Regions from separate parts of the Triticum aestivum genome. Here region 2 is linked to region 1. Evidence: chromatin contacts called from public Hi-C data. All regions are on one chromosome and are shown on one strand. Each heading gives the region's core, a stretch centred on a gene start, on an enhancer-like site or on the middle of the called end of the contact. The rest is flanking DNA. Distances are from core to core; before and after follow the strand shown.

Region 1 (6,916 bases), core at 2,604-5,103:
ATGATCCCTAAGTGTTGCAGTACCAATCGGCAAAGCAGTCCCTTTTTCAGGCATAGCTACAGAAGGAGGAGTAGGAACTGGTAGTTGTTTGGGTCTACCAGGAGCCACTTTCGGCGAATTCATCTGGTCAGCCTTCATCTGAACACTGCCCTGCCCTTCTACACCATCCTCTTGCGCCGGTTCCGGATCCAACAGCAGACGCCTGAAGTTTTCTTGGATCTTGTCGAAGTTCTTCTGCATCGTTGCGAAATTTCTGTTAACTGTTGCTTGAAACTGATGGAAATCCTTGCGATCTTCGTCCCGATCGTGCTGCAACGCCTTGATGTCCAACTCGAGAGACTCGAACTGCAACTCCGTTGTGGAGCCCGAATCAGCACGGCCCGTCATGTTAAGGCCGTCAGAGATCACCACCATAGAGGATTGGGAGGGTGGGATGAACTTGTCACCGCCGCCAACACCGCCGCGTGCGCCCGCCTCCGATGGTACACGGCCTGATCCAGGAGCTGGAATTTTACCACCCGAGAAATACTCTCAGGCAACCAGGTTGTCCTCTGACTGCACCCGAACGCTGCCACTTCGGCCGCCGCAGCTAAAGCAAACCTCTACGCTGCCCCAATCATCTACCGCCGCCGAGGAAAGACTGGCCTCTGATACCAATTGTCAGGCTCAGAGCTCTGAATTACTGAAATTAAGTGACACTTCGAGGAATCGTGGGCAATTCAGAGACGCAAAACTAGGGTTCTTGCTTGAGAAATGAGGAAAGTAGGTTCAGCACGCCACCGGCGGCTAGGGTTTACACCCGATACAATTCAACATGGTTCAGAATTAGGGGAATGGGTGGCTTTATAGCCATTACACGACTGAAAAAGAAGAACAGAAAGTGAACAGAGCACATGGCTTGTCGGAAAAGCTACAGCGATCCATCGCAGCCGTTAGATCAACAATGAACGCCTGGAGATCGTTTCAGCTAACGAACCGGTACGCAGGCAGGTGAGCCGTTAGATGGACGATCAACGAACTGAAGCACTTCTGGCACACTGGAACAGGGGATGATCAAGGCTGGGCCTGACACCGTCATAGCCGAACCAGCAAGCCGGGATAGATTTTTTACCCATAGGGCAAGACAGCAGCAAGCCGTGATAGTATGTTGCTTCACTTCACATCAGTACACACACATTACTCGAAACTTTTTTACTAGCTCGTGCCACATTTTGAAGACCACGAATCTCAGTAGAGTTTTTCACCACGCCTTCCTGCGTATCAGGAGGTCAACTATGTTTACATGGGTCTTTTATTTCTCTTCTCATTTCCCCCACTGAAATAAACTGCAGCATCGATTAATCCCCTGGTAGATCTACCTCTTCCTGCGCTTAGAAGGCTTTGTCGAAGATGGTTTTGGCACTTCAGGCATCTTAGCTTCGACACATTGCTCCTGCAGGACCGACCGGGAAAAAAAAGGAAAAGGGGTCGCATCAGAGATCAGTTGTCTGAAGAAATTGTTGACAGGATAGGAAGTGCAGAACAAAAACCGTGTGCTCAATTTTAGTATAGACCAAGGCATACAGCCCCTGAAAGATGGTGGATTTTAATAACTTATGTAAGTAGCACTACGACAAGAATTGCAGAAAGGTGGAAACTATTCCAACAAAGAATGATAATTATAACGAAAACTACTGGAGTAACAAGAGAGAAACTGCTGGCACAAACATCAAATACAAGTAGCCCCAGAAAGATGGTTGCATTTACATGACTTTGATAAGTAGCACTATGACACGAATTGCAGAAAGCTGAACTATTCCAACAAAGAACGGGAATAACAACGAAAACTAATGGAGTAAGAAGGGAGAAACTGCTAGCACAAAAAACAAATACAGATCCCGAAAGATGCTGGGGGTACTAGAGAACAAGCTAGCAAGTATATGTACTGATGAATTATTAATGTTGACAACAGGAACCTTTTTCACAGAGAAAATTCTCTTAATGACAAAACCTAAAACATGCAACAGTGAGTGCTGAACTTCAATCATATTTGGCAGTCATGACTTCAACTCGGAATTTGCAAAAAATTCCAGCCTTATGGACTAAAAATGTTAAAAAGTTTCCTTCCCTAGAAAACATTTGCATTTGTTTTACAGCTCAATGACTTGAACTCAGAATCTGCAACAATTCCAGCCTTATGGACTAAAAATGTTAAAAAGTTCCCATCCCTAGAAAACATTTGCATTTCTTACACAGCTAAATGACTTTAACTCAGAATCTGCAACAATTCCAGCCTTATGGACTAAAAATGTTAAAAAGTTCCCATCCCTAGAAAACATTTGCATTTCTTTCACAGCTAAATGACTTGAACTCAGAATCTGCAGCAATTCCAGCCTTACGGACTAAAAATGTTAAAAAGTTCCCAGCCTTTATGGACTTAATGTAAAAGTGAGATCTGACAAGTGACAAGAAAAAAGCTTTTAGCAGTCATGATCAAAGCGTAAAGAGTGCCAGTTGCTAATGGAACAAAATATGCATCACTAATATAACCTTCAACAACACTACAGACACACAAGCAATGTTCCGATTGACAAGTAAAAAATGAACAGAATTGCAGTACTAACTACTAAAGTGATATAGAGAGCCAGAAGAAGGACTAAATCTGGAAATGTTGGAGAACAACAGGATACAGACCTCCTCCCACTTTCTCTGGAGTTCGAGAAGCTCTTTACAACATGCTACACACTCAGCGTGGTAAGCAGCGGCTAGGTCTTTAATCAAGGCCTTCCTTTTGATGATGCCAATCACTTGAAATCATTGATAAAATTATGTGTCAGAATGCGGTAAAAGTGTTAACAGACCTTGCCATACTTTCAAATAGCAACACTTGGCATATGAGAAGGAATAGCTAGATCTTCCAAACAGTTCCTAATAGAACAGACGGAGTATTCGGTTTGAGCACATCCTAAAGATGGTGTCCTAAACAGAATGCCACAGTACTGTAACATAGTGCAGCAAAATTATTTAACAAGCTTCTGAACTTAACGTTGGTACCAAAACAGCGTCTGGTGAATGTACATCCTGAAAAATTATGCAGATGCATTGTGCACTAATTAAATATGTGAAGCTTCGCAACGACGACTGAGATAGCACATGGAAGCTTGTGCTAATCAAATCGCTTGCGTGGGAAAAACAAACGGTTCAGCATGAGTTCCTAATGGCGGTCATGGATTCCATCCAAAGGCATCAGTATCCATTCATCGCGTGCGTGTTCTCAATTACTACTGCAGGTGGACAGGGCCATATGAGCTACATACATGTCGATAAGAACTATATTCCCACCCTCCCCTCCTGCCAATTCGTAGTTGTGAATTTCCCACCAATCAAATAGATTGTGCGCAGTAACCGATAAACAAATACTCCTAGCTACTAATAACCAATACAATAGCCAAGCTTCCCTAGACAGGGCTCAAACCAACCCAACCCAACCCAGATCGAGCACGAACAAAGCAGCACATCATAATTGGCAGTTTGAGACGAGAAGAGAGGCCCTTACTCCGGCTGGGATCGAACTGCTGCTGCTCGTCGGAGGGCTTGTCGCCGTTGGCCGCCGGCTCCATGCGGACAGGATTGGAGTCCCGCGGGGTTAGGTTAGGGTTCTGGCCGACTAGATCCAGCCAGCCAGCTAGCCAGGAGCGCGAGCGCTTGGACCAACCGAACGGGGAAAGGGAAAGGCTAACGAGTCGGAGTGCGGGAGAGTTCGCGGGCTCGCTATTTATCTCCTCTCGTATACGGAGATCGCCGGCGGGCGGCGAGGAGCTCACCGCACCGGAGTCGGGAGTGACCGGAAGACGCACGAAGTAGAGACGGCTCGAGCTATCTGGGCTGTCTTGCTACTACGGCCGGATGTGCACGAATGGGCCGCGTGGGGCCCAGGCCCAACTGAGAGAGTGCGCATATTGCCGGAAGCCACACACGCATTCGCATTTCTAAAAAAACAAAAACGCTCGAACTATGTCCCGCTTCATGCGAGATCGGAGCAGCTCTCGCGCAAAGCGTTTCCCTCTTCCAGTTGTTTCAGTGCCGGGCCATTTTCATTTTTTTTCTTCGCCGCTAACTTCTCGTCGCTCGATCGCATGTTTGGTTGTTGGTTCTACTCCGTTTTCTTTTCTTTTTTTCTTTTTCTTTCTGTTTTTTATCAGCTTTCTTTGTTTCTTCACAGTTTTCTCTGGTATTTTGGTTTTAATTTGTTTTTCACCGTTTTATTCATTTTAGGCCAGTTTTTCTAGTTTTTTCTTTTCTTTCCTTTTGATTCAGTATTCTTTTTTTCTTCATTTTTATTGGTTTTTTCTTTTCTTTTTTCTGTTCTTGACTTAGTTTCATCAGTTTTCTTTGTTTTTCTTCGGGTTGCCTTGGTTTCTTATGGGTTTTCACGCTTTTCTTCAGGTTTTTCGTTTTTCTTTGTTATGGAGGTGTTTTTTTTTTCATCTTCCGCTCCTTCGGTTACAACGCTTTTCTATGTTTTTCTATTTTCTTCAATACATGTCTACATTTTTCATACACTTTAAGTATACATCAGGAAACATTTTTTTAAACATGTTTAATATTTTCTAAATGCATGACGAACATTTAAAAAATATGTTTGATGGCAACTTTTTTCATACATATTGTATAATTTAGGTATAGATCAAGCAATTTTCTTAATACATATTTTTAAAAAATATATGGTTAACATTTTTTATGCACTATCAACTTTTAAAAAAAATTATGCTTTTACATTCATGAAATTTAATACATATTCTACATTTTTTGTATACATAAGTAATAACTTTTTGTACACCCTTAACATCTTTGAGATGATTACCATTTTTTAATATTTATCTTCGATCACTAGTTTTGTATACACATTATATATTTTTCGTATACATTAGGAACATTTTTTATACATGTTTAACATATTTAAATATAAGATTAAAAAACTATACACTGTCAACGTTTTTAAAAATTTGTGCTTTTACATTCACTTTTTCATACACGTTCTACATTTTTGGTACACATCATGAACATTTTTTAATACATTTTTAACATACAGAAGTACATTATATGTTTTAGGTACCAAAAGGGACATGAGACTCCATGATCGTAAAAAGATTTCATAACCAAAATACATAATTGGGACATGCATTTTAAATTATTGGAATCACTGTGGTAAAATTGTTACTACAAATAGGAGTATATGAGCAATTAGATAGATGAACAAATCTGTATGAGTGGTGTGGAAATTCCTTCACATCTTCAAAAATAAAACATCTTGGTATCTTTAAAAAAATTAAATTACTCACACCTAATTGAGCACACGGATAAAATCAATAATTAGTTACCCAATTGTGTTGTTGTTGCACAGTTCATAAAAAAACTAACTACCATGAACCATGATCAGCATCCATAACCTTGGTCTTCATCTGGATCTCTAAGATCTACACCATCTGAACACCATTAAACCGCATAAGCGGAACAATTAACAGTGTGGATTGGCCGGCAACACTCACCTCTACAGAGGACACGCAACACCGGTCCACCGCCGAGCTCTGGAGCGCAGCGCTTCCCTTGCGGTCCAATCCTCGTTCTTTGAGCAAGCGGCGTTGGTTCATCTACTCCGACTTGCGCGGAAGGCGAAAAGATGGCGCGCGCCGTGTGGACGATGCATGCGTGCGTTCCTTGATCCCGACGAGTCGATGCGTGCGTTATGGCGATGTAACACTAGCTGCTGCTGCTACTTAGGCGGTTGGGCCATACCCAATGGCCTCTCTTCCTTTCTTTTCCCATGGCTACATGGGGCCTACTTCAAGATACCTAATGTACAGAATTGCATACGTGGGGGCTCCTTCCACCTTGGGGGCCCGGGGCGGCCGCCCCCAGCCCCCCTCAGGCCCGTGCCGGTCTCTATTATTGCCGTGTGGACGTCTCTTGCAATCTTGTCTGTTGGCGCCAAAAAGTTATAACTAGCTGGTAGCGTAGAAATATGTTTGCTGATTTTCATGCCGTTGCTAATGAATGTACTGACTATATATCGTTCCATGAAAAATTATAAATCTACGCGGGAACCAACATGCATGACTAGTTTGACAATCACTCTTAACTATACACACCGAATACAACATACATATAATAGACTTTTTAAACAAAAAGATGATAATATGTAGCGTCACTCTCGTTGCTAGACTTTAGTGATGGCCTTTAACTTTCGGCGACAACTCACCGACTTAATAAAAAAGGCTACAAAAGTTCACATTTGCAAGCGTAACGCAACAACGACTCCTTAGTGCCGACCTTTACCAGGTTGATTTTATTTCCTGATTGATTAGGTCATGCTAATCTTCCTTTCAAGAAACTACCCGTAGATCACAATACCATATAGGAGTATAAACTAAAAACATACTATGGTACTTTCATCTTGTTTTGCGAATTACGGTGCATGATCGAGTATGTGGTACTGTAATTTCAGGGAATTATCCATCGCCGCAGCATCTCACAATCTCATGTAGGCATTTCCTGTCGCCACAGAAAAAAAGGAAAGCCGCTCGCGAAGCCGCAGAGTCCATCAAAACCGCAACCAGCCGGAGAAGCGGCGCCACAGAGACGCACTCGCTCGCACGCACACCGTCGCACGGACACGCACCACCGACCGACCCCGGCGGCCCGATTCGCTCTCCCTCGCCTCGCCATGGAGAAGGCGCTCGTCGAGCGGCTCGAGGCCGCGGTGGCGCGCCTCGAGGCCGTCGCCGCGTCCGGGGCCTCGGCAGCGCGCGACTTCGGGGGCGCCTCCGCGTCGTCGGATCCGGCGATCCTGGCCTACGACGACTTCCTCGCCGAGGCCTTCGGCCGCCTCAACGCCGCGGCCGAGAAGATCGGCGGGACGGTGCTCGAGGCCACCAGC
Region 2 (6,984 bases), core at 3,942-6,441, 350 kb before region 1:
AGGTCGGTTCACCTGCTCAGGCGTGATCGCGTCCAGCTCGCTCTTGTACAACTTGTACATTACCGAGGGATCATCCGTCGTCTCATTTAACACATCCCACTTGTAAGCCCAAGTGGGGAGCCGTAGTGGGTCGTCTTTATCGTCCCAATCCTCGTACTTCACGGTCTTAGGTCGTCCAACCGGCAAACGCTCCCAGCTCCATATGGAAAGTGCGAGCAGACAACCACCAATACCTCCAGTGTGCCTACAACTGGCATCGTCCAACTGCACATAAAAAAGAACATGGTCAAATTTGCCGCAAGAGCGCATTGATAATGTATCAATGAAGTGAAAAGGAAACAACTTCATACCTGTCGATACAAGTAAGCTAGTGTCGCCGAACCCCAACTCCATTTGCTATCGAAGACGGTCAACGCCTTCAGCCACATCCATGGAGCATTCTTGCCTGTGCCATCAGCAAACATTGTCCTCGATATCACGTACCACATGTAGACACGAGCATATGTCTTCACCATGTCCTCATTAGCATCATCGGGGCAATGAGCGAAGTTCGATGATATCCACGTGAAAGTAGCGCCCGCTGCGACTCTTTCCTTCTTCTTATCTTCCCTTTCTGGCTCCCGAGGCTCCGGAGGAACCATACCGATAAGGGCTTGCATCTGCGCGCGCCACCCTTCAGAATCGGTGTTCATACATAAAGGATTGCCATCGATAGGAAGACCGGTGATCATAGCAATATCCTGCAGCGTCACGGTCATCTCCCCGGTCCGAAGATGGAAAGTGTGTGTCTCCGGCCTCCAATGATCAATAAGCGCGGTGAGTGCTGCAGCATTGTTGGGTGGCGTCGACCGGCGGACCAACTCAATGAAAGGGAGAAGTCCTGCCTCCCTAACATAAGGTGTGTACCGCTCATCATAGCGCATCCCTCCAAGGCTGATCCCGTGAGACCGAAGCTTCAGAGGTGCAAGCTCCTACAAACAAACAAATCATAACATTACATATGGGGCATTTGTGTTTGAAAAAACATACGAAATTCATAACACCGGCCACTTTCAGTATTACCCGCTGCTGCACCGACATAGCGTACGACCGGTGTTGTTTGTCCCAATGATCATCGAGAAGCCAAACCATCCTAACAATTTCAACAAAGCATTCTTGTCAACACGATTATCTTTTCAATTCAAAAAAACTAAAGTAGGCCTACTACATGCAAGATCCAAAGCATATGGTGCTTCCCCCTACTTGGGCCTACTTCATACAAATAACATGTCAATCTATGTATCCAAACTATAACATGTCAATCTACTTCTCCATAGAAATAACATGTCAATCTACTTCTCCATACAAATAACATGTTAATCTATGTATCCAAACTATAACATGTCAATCTACTTCTCCATACAAATAACATGTCAATCTACTTCTCCATAGAAATAACATGTCAATCTATGTATCCAAACTATATAAATAACATGTCAACCTATCTATCCAAACCACATTCTAATCTAACAAGGGTTCCCCAAATCCAATATATGCAAGATTCAAACAAAAGTTGCCCAAATCTAATACATGCAAGATTCAAACAAGGGTTCCCCAAATCTTCAAAATATAATATTTTCTATGGATAGAAAGAAGGGGATCGGAGGAGAGTACCTTCTACGATGGATTGGTGAACAAATGCACGGACCAAATCGTCGGATCGGAAGGATTTGGGAGAGGGGATTGAGAGGGGGAGTGCAGATGGCCGCCGCCCTTTTTTCTGTAACTGCCAATGGGGAGGGTGGGGGAGGAGAGGGCTGGCGCGTTTGCAGATAAGTCACAGTGCAGCGCCTAGCGGCTAGGCGCTGCACATTACACGTGTAGCGCCTATCTAGGCGCTGCACATTACAGGTGCAGCGCCTAGCTCGGAGGCGTTGCACTAATGGGTGCGGGCCCATGGGCTGCCGCGGTGGACAGAGGTGCAACGCCCCGGAGCTAGGCGCTGCACCGTAGGGTGTGGCACCGGCGTGGCGGGCGCTACACAAAAGGGTTAGGGGTGTGAAATAGTTTCGCACCCAGTTCATTCTGTGAATTTATTTCGTTTCCAGGTCAAAATTGTCAAATTTGCCACGGACAGAGTGAAGACGGAGCAACAACCTGAGGAGGAGGCACTTATTGTAGGTGGCGACAGAGCGAATGACACGGCCACCCGCAAACTCCTTTTTACCGGAGGCGGGATGTACCGGAGCCGCATCCATCCTCCACATGCTTTATGATCTGTGCATAAGTAGGGTCCATCCATATGTATAATCATGTATTGAGACAGGTGACCTTTTGTATATAGTCAAATCAATGTCAGACTAGTAGGGTCCATGCCAGGGAGCAGTGGAATGTACGCATGCATGCAGCATCTCTCCCCTCTCTCAAACAAATCCATGCATTTTATTTTTGGTTATATTTTTAGATGACCAATATTTTTACAGCTTTGTTCTATTATTTAAAATTTTCATATATTCAAATTCTTGAACATAAGATCTTTATAATGATACAAATCTTGAATATATTTAAACTAGTTTAATTTTTACTATTTCAATCATATCAAAATATTAATTTCACTCATTTCAAATTACAATTTTTGAAATGATTGAAATCAGTTATTGAAATGATTGAAACACTTTTCCGAATATAGTTTTTTTTGTGAGTTTCATATTCTAGCTTGTGAAATTGTTTCTTCAATGGAGTAACTGTGATGTGTTTTACTGAAACTAGTAAAATTTATCTTTTGTAATAAGTGTAATCAGTTTTCTGAAACAAGTGAAATATATTATTTCAATTGAGCGACTGTAGTGTGTTTTCTGAATGAGTGAAATGAGTTATTTGAAAAAAGTGAAATATATATTTTGGTGTGAAACGACTTTTTCATTGTGTGATACTGATATTTCTGCTGAGTGAAATATGTTTCAATTTTTTTTCATAAATACGAAGCGAAATTAGTTTCTCATATATATTTTGTAATGAGTGAAATCAGTTTTCTGAAACTAGTGAAATGGGTGAAATATATATTTTGTAAATGAGTGCAGTGTGTTTTCTGAAATGAGTGAAATAAGTTATTTGAATAAAAGTGAAATAAAACCAATTTTTGTTGTGAAACTAATTTTTCAGTGTTTGAAACTGATATTTTTTATGAGCGGAATATATTTCAATATATTTCTTAAATTTGCAGCGAAATTAGTATTGCAAATGAGAGTAATGTGTTTTCTGAAATGTGTGAAATCTATTTTTGAAACGAGTGAAATGATTTTTTAACTTCTATTAGCGAAACATTCAAAAACACTTTTATGAAATAGAGGATCAATCTTATGTTTTATGAAAGCGATATTAAAAATAATTAAAATATAGAAATAAGAAATTAGTGAAATAGGTTTATTTAAAATATGTGAAATTGACTATTTCAAACACGTCTAAGTTGCAGTCAAACACGTCTAAATTGAATATATTAAACTTCTATTTTACTACTATATCAAATATATCTGTGTCTTTGTGAGTTTCATATTGCAGTTTGTGAAAATGAGCGAAACACTAGAAAAAACTTCTTAAAATAGTGAAACAATTTAGTGTTTTATGAAAGTGATTTCAAAGATAATTGAAACATATAAAATAAAATATATTTCAAACATATCCAAAATTGATCTTGTTCTCTAGATCTTGTCACCACGAATTTAAATATACAAAAAGTTTCAATAATGAACATTTGGTTCAAAAGATACAAGTCATTAAAAATATGTGGATGAAAATAAAATGCATGTCATATGTATCCCGTGAGTGAATGCATGCATGCATGCACCATTGTCTCTACTCTAACTCTCTCTCTCTCTTCTGTAAAAGCTGACAATATCTGACACTAGTACATGTATTGCTATGTGTAGTCTGATATCTGAAAATAGAGTATAAAACCTGCACGGATCTTGATGAAAATGACGGAGGGTGGATTGCCCACCGGTACATCCCGACACCGGTAAAATTACTTATTCGCACGACCACCCTCCTCCTTTGGTGACAATCGCACCCTCAGGCAACAAGGTATTGAGCTCCCAAAACCTGTCAAACGTTTGCCCAGAGGAAGGAGCGGTGCAATGCATCCATCGCTTTACCGACAGATGGATGAAGCTCCACCACCTTCATCAATGCACTAGAAGGGCATCAAGGACCGCGTTGATTAGCATAATTCTACCGCCAACCAGGGAGGTATATGTCTGCCCTGGCATGGGGGCTTGACTGCTTTCTTCTCACACAACAGAGGGGGGGAGGTACTACCTCCGTTTCAGTTTACAAGTCCTGCGCGTATACCTAGGTTGTCAATTTTAGCACCCTAACATAAATTATATAACACAATAACTATACCGTTTGAAAATAGAACATCTCAAGTTTATATTGGTATTTTTTTTTAATATATGACTTGTATTAGGTTGGTCAAATTGATGATCTAGGGATACGCGCACGCCCTGTAAACTGTGAGAGAGGTGTAGTATGTTTGGAGGATGCCTTTAATGTTAACCCGAGGATCTGACCAACTTCGTCGAGCACACCATTATGGCATGCATGAGGATCAGAGTTACTCCCTTCCAATACGAGAGTGTTGCATGCACAATCTGTTCATGCACGATCCGTGCACGACATGATTAGAAGCCACACGGATTTTAAAAACGAGGCAATCCAAAGTGACTTCTCCTGTGTGAATGCATCGTGTGCATAGCAGTGCTCTTCCAATAAGGTGTGCATGTATGTTAATGTTTAACTTTGATCATCATTTAGACTAGTAATACATGAATTATGTGACTTCAAAATTATACCATAAAAAGCTTTCTTCAAATACGAGTTCGATGGTATGACTTTTGTCTCACATAACCCACGTTTTGTTTGTTAAACCGGTGGTCAAACACGATTTCAAATTGTATGTGTGTCTTATTCACCAAAAAAAAAAGGGAGTGATATTTAAGCCGGTGGCGAAGGCAAACTTGTCGAGGAGCTTGAGACACCGAGCCAGGTAAATCGGCACGCACAACGGTGAGCGTGTCAAAGTTTGATTTTCCTATGAATTTCTGGCACGAAAGAAATTGTTGAAGAAAAACCTATAAAGTGGCAGGCAGCTAAAAAAACTACCAAATCCAAAGTTGATGGGCCGAATGGGTCTGGCCCAGAGGAACCAATAACCTGAGCAGTTTCCAGACGCCTCCGTCCACCCCAAATTCGTCCGTCCATTCGTCGAAAGGGGATTACGGCCCCACGCCAGCGCGCCCCGGCACCGCCGATCCAGCCGCGCCGCTGCTGCCGGCGCCCTCGATCGGAGACCTTGGAAGGAGAGCACCCGCGCCAGGAGGGAGAAGATCCAGGGCGCCCCGGCGTAATCTTGCCGCGCAAGGCCCTTCCTGCCAAGACGAATCGCGCCTGCCGCCGCGCCGGCGAACCATGTCGTCGTCCGCGCTGAGGGCCGCGGGGCAGAGGGCGGGGGCGGCCGCCCGGAAGCAGGCGCTCACCCTGACGGAGGCCGCGGCGGCCAGGGTGCGCCACCTCCTCGACCTCAGGCAGCGGCCCTACCTGCGCCTTGGCGTCAAGGCGCGCGGCTGCAATGGGCTGTCCTACACGCTGAATTATGCCGGTATGCTAGCTTCGCGTTTCCAGCGTATTTGTTTCATGTTGAAATTCCCTTGTTGCTGGTGGTTCGGTGTTTTAGAGGGATGAAGCTGTCGTGCCCTGCATCTTGCAAAATTTTGTTTAGATGACCCTGCGATGTTACAGCGATATACACAGCAAACCTAATGAAATCAACTGGCCTGATAATTTAATTCTCGCATGCCATATCGCTGTACAAGTTTCAGAGGGGGGAAGTGAACATATTCATAGGTTCAACTGGTATATATTGCATGTTGTATTGCCCGGTGTTGCTGTTCCAATGCGTGAGTTTCAAGTTAATTAGTTCAGCATTTCAGAGGTATGAAGCTACCATGCTTTGCATCTTGCAAAATATTATGCAGAAACTCTTCAATGTTACAGCAATATACGCGCCAAACCTAGTGAATTAAATGGCCACATAATCTGTCTAAACCTAGTGAATTAATGGCCACATAATCTGGCCAAACCTAGTGAATTAAATGGCCAGATAATCTCACCAAGCTTAGTGAATTAATTTGTCAGGTAATCAATCTGTCCATGTCCCTGGTATACCATTTCTTTGAGATTGTTGTATAAGTAGAAGAGGAGGGGAAGTGAACATACGCATTCATAAGTTACAACGTGAAATCGCTGTTATATTGCTTGGCCCTGCCCCCATCCTCCAACATCTAATATGCAGGGTTTCATGCTGTATATTTTGTTTGCTTAAATGTTTGTTATGTTAGAGCGAGGCCATGATGTTTAGTAGTCTGAACATTCGTGCGATATGTAGGCTGTGCTGTTCAACTCCTATCATGTTTAGTTTTCTTAGTAACATCTGGTTGAACAATTTCTCCAATTATTAGTTCGTCGATCTAATGTTTTTGCCCGACCTGTGTCATAAAAAGCCTTGCCCGTATGTACAATTATACAGCCTTGGTCAGATGTTGGTACAGATTAGTGAGCCGTGCCCAGCGTGGCACACATTTATTTTTTGTTAGTAAATATATCAATCTATTAAGCTTAATTTCCCAAACCAAGAATGCATATCAACCGTAGCATTGGTCAGATATTCATACAAATTAACGGGGTGCTATTTCTGTCCATTGATAGATCAATCTTTTGAGCCTAATTTATTTTTTTCAAGAACTTTTGAGCCTAATTTAACAAACCAAGAATAGATATCGACTGTAGCATCATCTTATCATTGTGTAGATTGAACTAGCTTCCGCATTTTCTTTCGTCTGTTTTCTGCTGTCCGTGCCAAAGTTGAATCTCTCCTTGTTCAGAAGAAAAAGGGAAGTTTGATGAGCTTGTTGAAGAGAAGGGTGTGAAAGTACTGATTGACCCCAAGGC

Evidence for each region. A called contact is a pair of places that touch in the nucleus more often than the background predicts.
Region 2: a contact with region 1 is called in a Hi-C map of leaf, with 2.7 times the contacts expected there. The contact joins the promoter of LOC123095943 here to the promoter of LOC123095940 in region 1. A contact is called at or near these places in 2 of 5 Hi-C or Micro-C datasets (both in leaf).

What each region holds. Positions count from the first base shown.
Region 1 is chr4D:30,474,998-30,481,913 of IWGSC CS RefSeq v2.1, reverse strand. LOC123095940 reads right to left here and starts at 3,853. Exons shown (of 3, transcript XM_044517510.1): 1 at 3,536-3,853; 2 at 2,674-2,786; 3 at 1,051-1,432. The coding sequence starts at 3,599. The coding sequence ends at 1,355. It overlaps LOC123095938 (cyclase-associated protein 1), which reads left to right and starts at 6,576. Exons shown (of 10, transcript XM_044517507.1): 1 at 6,576-6,916. The coding sequence starts at 6,704.
Region 2 is chr4D:30,830,856-30,837,839 of IWGSC CS RefSeq v2.1, reverse strand. It overlaps LOC123095943 (iron-sulfur assembly protein IscA-like 1, mitochondrial), which reads left to right and starts at 5,191. Exons shown (of 3, transcript XM_044517513.1): 1 at 5,191-5,635; 2 at 6,918-6,984. The coding sequence starts at 5,446.